Regions from separate parts of the Triticum aestivum genome. Here region 2 is linked to region 1. Evidence: chromatin contacts called from public Hi-C data. All regions are on one chromosome and are shown on one strand. Each heading gives the region's core, a stretch centred on a gene start, on an enhancer-like site or on the middle of the called end of the contact. The rest is flanking DNA. Distances are from core to core; before and after follow the strand shown. Region 1 has its middle 550 kb from the start of LOC123054193. Region 2 holds the start of LOC123054197 (branched-chain amino acid aminotransferase 2, chloroplastic).

Region 1 (2,521 bases), core at 10-2,509:
CCTTTTCTCGACCTGGGCCCTTATCCGCGGGCGCGGCTATCGATAGATCAATATACACTCTGCAGAGGTTAGTACACTGTACCCACACTACGGAACCCATGGCCTCACTCTCCCATTCGGGTGGACCAACGACGTTCCGACAAAACCGATCTATTGTCGTGACACTCTCCCGGCCCTTCCGACTCAGACCCCACCGGGCTAGTCCTGGGTGGCCCCGTGTCTACCTCCAGACACCTCGACCACCGTCGTGGCCACGATCCACATTAGGATCCGGTACCAAAATTAACTTAACAACGGGCTCACAAGCTTATGCTCCGCCTACCTGATCAGGGTAGCACGCGCCCATAACCTTCCCTAAATTGAGGTACCGACCATAGGCACGACAATAGACCCAGTTAGGACCGTCCCATACCGGTAAGCGTGGTTGCACTTGTCAGCATCGATTCAGCAGCACCATGACTCAGCCAACAGGTGTTCAAGTTCAATTTAATCCGGTTAACTTGAATGCAAATATGCTGAGCCATGATAAAATGCATGAACATGATATCAACCTCATCATGAGAGTATCACATAACTATCCACCATATCAACAATAAATCATATCCACCGAACATCGCATACTGACTAGCATGACCATCTCCAACATCAACATGTACTACTAATCAAGCATAAACATATGAAAGGAAATACTAGCAGGTATAACATGATCACGGAGCATAAGACAACATAGCACAAAAGTAAACATGCAAATCGGAACATCACCGGGACAACGATAACCATCTTTTCAACAAGCAAACATTTATTAAATATTCAAGTTGAAAACCATGGCTACTGCATGACTATCATGCAAGTGGGTATTGTGGCTTGCCTGGGGATGAAGAAAGCACCGGGGAGAAGTGCGGTGAAGCTGCGGAAAGATTCGCCGGAAAACGTTCTCTCTCGGAGGGGGCTGAATAAGGGTAAGGGCATAATGGTCATTTTCACAGTGTCAAACCATAGTGAAAACATGACCAACAGAACGGGCTCGACGAAACGAAGAAGTGAGCGTTGGTTTCACCTCATTTGGAGTTACAGTTAAAAAGTTATAAGGGTTTTACTGCCAGGGACATATCTGTAAAAATTTATTTTACAGACTGGGCCAAAACAGAAAAACGGAAAGCGTATTCCAGGGTTTACGCTTCCACTTACGCTGAGGTGCGGTGGACTGGTCAAAAGGGCAGAGGCGGGGCCGGCTCGTGTGGCTGACATGTGGGGTCGCCGGGCCCGCCTAGCCAGGTCAACGCCCCACCTGGCCATCTCCTTCTTCCTCTCGACAGGAGCAGGGGAGAGGCGAGGCCGAGGGGCGCCGGCGATGGCCTGGGCAGCTCCGGCCGTCCCCGGTGGAGCTGGGACCACCGGCGGGCGCGGAACGGAGTGCTGCTCCCTCCTGGAGCAGCAGCAGGCGCGGGGAAGGCCCGGAGACGACGGCGGCTGGCGGGGGCCGAGGGCGGCGGCGGCGGTTGACCTAGGGAACGGCGGCCTGAAGCACTCCGGCGATGAATGGAGGGGCTGGGGAGGTTCACCGGAGCACGGGGAAGACGTAGGTGGTAGCTAGAGGTGGAGGGGGGCTTGGCTTTGGCCGAATTCGAGCGGACCCGAGCGGCGGCCATGGCGGCCATGGGAGGGCAGGAGAGCTTCTCGAGCTCGGGGAAGAGCTTGGGCGGGGCTAGAGGAGAGCGGGGAGGCTGCTGGTGAGCTCGAAGGGCTCGGGGGAGGCCATTTATAGGCGGGTGAGAGGGAGGCCGAGCTGGCACCGCCGGCGACGCGAGTCCGGCGCCGCGGACGCGTGCCCGCGCGCATGGGCTCGGGGCAAACGACGAGGGAGGGAAGCAGGAGAGAGTTCACGAGGAGGAGGAGGCCAAAGGGGGGCAGGAGAAGAGGCCGAGCGCCATTAAAACATGTCGGAGCACTGTGCTCCCGTGGGCGTTCGTCGGCGAGCGTCGGCGAGGAAGCTTCCGGAGGGGGAGAGGGGTCCAGGGGGACGGCGACGACGAGGGCAATCTACTGGACATGCTCACGGGCGCGAAGACAGCGAGAGGGGGAGGGGGTCCAGCACAAACAGTACGCCATAGCGCACAGAGCGCGCCAACAGACATGCCAGCTGCGTGGTCACCATGAGACATGGCGCATTAATTGCTCTACAGCACCCAAAATGGTGTCTAGTGGTAAGTCCTTCCTGGGTAGATATCAACTGAGGTGGTAACTTGGTGAAAGAGGCTCTGGTTAAAAAGAAATAACCCTCTGAAGTTTACTGCAGTAAACTTCATCAGCTCAATGAGGTCAACAGGGACAAGCTATGGGCCAAATAAGATGTCTGGGGTGTTTAGGATAGGAAGGACTACAGTCCTGGAGGTTGGGAGGGTAAAAGGATCAAGATTTACTGCAGTTGCTTCACAACTGCATACTTGGTCCAGAAATGAAGATCAGCAAGGTGCACTCACATGGAGTGGTGGAATGGGATGCAACTTGGCAAATCCCCCTG
Region 2 (2,521 bases), core at 7-2,506, 680 kb after region 1:
AAATATTTCATAGTGATAATGCTTTTGCACATCAACACTTATTCAGAGCTTTCCTATCATTAAGGGCTACATTGTGGAGAACAATTGAAAAGGAAATCTTATATTCTCAAAAAAAGATGTCCGGACGAACACTAAAGTTGTTGCTGCCACACCTCTCTACGTAGCTGCCGACTGCTACTGCCTACTGTTACATCTTCCTTACTACAGGCAATTATTGTTGCTTTATTTAGTTTAACTGTCCTAATAGGATGACATATTGGTTTCAATTCTATATGGATACCCACAAGTAAATCCATTATTTAATGAGATTATAGGATGAACTTACCATATAGAGATCGGCTTTTCCAATATGTGTTGCACTTAGTGACGAACGAGCCGCGGGCAAGCATGGATTACAACTCTGGGCTGGTCCAGAACTTCCAATGTGCGCAGCACTGCAGTTGGAGGACGCAGATTGAGGTCTGAACGCCGCGGCATGTAGCGGCAGATCAAACTCAGCTGTCGGAGGTGATCGGACGTGCGCCATCGTTGCCGGCGAGACATGCCCCGTGGTATCCCACTCGAGTGGCTCGGATAGGAACCGCCCGAACGACACAGACTCCCGCAACGCCGACATCCAGTTCTAAAACCAAAGAATCAAAATCGGGAATGCAGGCACCAGAAAACGGCCAGGTACTGACAAGAAAGGAGGCGCTGCCTCTTACCTGATCGTCGTTGAGTAGGGTCACCGACTCCCGCGACTTGGTCGGATCTAGCTGCGGCGACGAGAGGTTCGTCTCCGCTCCCATGGGGATGCCAACAGCTTGTGCCGGCTCTGAGCAAACTTTCGTCGCACACGCGATAGCCCTCTATGTTGCTCTGGATTGGGGCGTCCAGCAGCGGATGGGGCATGCTCCATGGTGGCCGGCGGCGGTAGGATATGACCTAGGCGGCGGCGGTGGGGAAAATTTCGTATCGAAGAAGAGGAAAACAGAACAGAGCGGTATGCACTTCGGCTGAATCACAGAATAACCCAGGGTGTCTTTTGCATAAATTGCAATGCGAACTGAGCCTGCTCCATCCTGTGCCTCAAGTCCAGATCGAACGGCCAACAAGGTCTCGTATCAGGGGATCATGCCACACACGGTATCACCAGATATGCACTCCTACGAGAAACCGAGCTAAAGACGTTTCTGCCTCGCTGACCGGTGGACCTAAATCCCTGCCTACCCCGCCGCCTCCGGCCTCCGCACCCACACTGACAGGGTGGAGCCGCACGCCTCGACCCACTTCCGGACCTCGCCACCCGGCGGGCGACCCAATGGCAACGAGCCGCCGGCACGCTTGCCATTCGTCCGTTCCGCAGCCGCCACCCCGCGACTCCTTCTCCAATATCCCCAACCGTGCCGAGTAGTCAACCAACCTACCCCCACCCACCGCCGATCCCCCGCCCCGGCGAGTCATACAAATATGGAGCTCCGCCTCCGCGCTCCGGCGTCCCCCGCTTCCGCCTCTCCGCGCGGCACGTCGGTCTCCCCCAGCCCCAGGCCGCATCCGGGCCTACCCTCGCAACCCGTACGGTTTTTCATCCGCGACTTTCTACTGCAGCACGGCGATCGGTTAAGTCGTACTGCCTGCAACTATGGGGAAAACCATCAAACACCTAAAAAGTGTGTCTGTCTGCAGATTCAGAAGCGATTGTCCGGCAGCGCCGTCTCCGTCTCCAGGCGAGGCACTGCGGCAAGGAGCAGCCCGTGTTCCGCCCTGATGACGGCATCATACAAGTACGGTAACTTGACCCGGCGCTCCGCGCTGCTGCACTTTCGTTTTCGTTTACGCCAGCCACTATGCCCGCCTGCTGTTACTGGCAGAACAAGAACATAGTTAAAAATTATATATAGGTTGTATATGAAGAATGGGGATTGATTCACATTCCGGTGCTTCTATTGTCCGCCCATTTGTCCTACATTAAGACATAGTTATGCACAATTGATGTGCTGTTGAAGGAAAATATTGTCACAATCCACTACTTAGTTAAACGAAGAAGGAAAGATTGCTAAAATCCACAATTGATCATGTCAAAAGGTTTACTAGCCACGAGGAGGTAAATAAACTAGAAGAAATCGGTGCAGTACTATCACTGTATCAGTGTGCATTTGCATTTAGTAGCTGCCAATAAGCTTAGTTCCCTTCTGCGTTCTGGCTGTCCCATTATGGGCAGTTTTCCTGTTTTGCCGAATTATTGTTTGTTCATGTGAGCTGCATGTTCCAGCACAGGAACTCCGGACCTAGTCGACTTCGACTGGGAGACTCTTGGATTTCAACTGGTCCCGACGGACTTTATGTATATAATGAAATGTTCGTCAGATGGGGTGTTCACCAAGGGTGAATTGGTTCCATATGGGCCAATCGAGCTGAACCCTGCTGCTGCAGTTTTAAATTATGGCCAGGTTTGTTTATCTCCCAGCTCTGCCTTGAAGAATCGCTACATGATTGGTGAACAGTGCTATGTAAATAATATCCTTGTTGATTTCAGATATGT

Evidence for each region. A called contact is a pair of places that touch in the nucleus more often than the background predicts.
Region 2: a Hi-C map of leaf shows a contact between it and region 1, with 7 times the contacts expected there. The contact joins the promoter of LOC123054197 here to the enhancer-like site in region 1. A contact is called at or near these places in 2 of 5 Hi-C or Micro-C datasets (both in leaf).

The regions. Positions count from the first base shown.
Region 1 is chr2D:522,005,937-522,008,457 of IWGSC CS RefSeq v2.1, forward strand. No RefSeq gene overlaps it. Among protein-coding and RNA genes, the nearest start is that of LOC123054193, 550 kb to the left of the region's middle. Within about 2 kb of position 1,260, at least 7 of the 8 cell types and tissues checked have an H3K27ac peak or open chromatin away from gene starts, as enhancers often do. A contact at or near this core is called in leaf, where this site is marked.
Region 2 is chr2D:522,683,059-522,685,579 of IWGSC CS RefSeq v2.1, forward strand. LOC123054197 (branched-chain amino acid aminotransferase 2, chloroplastic) reads left to right here and starts at 1,257. Exons shown (of 10, transcript XM_044477915.1): 1 at 1,257-1,554; 2 at 1,666-1,763; 3 at 2,252-2,429. The coding sequence starts at 1,450. It overlaps LOC123054196, which reads right to left and starts at 989. Exons shown (of 5, transcript XR_006426080.1): 1 at 705-989; 2 at 326-622.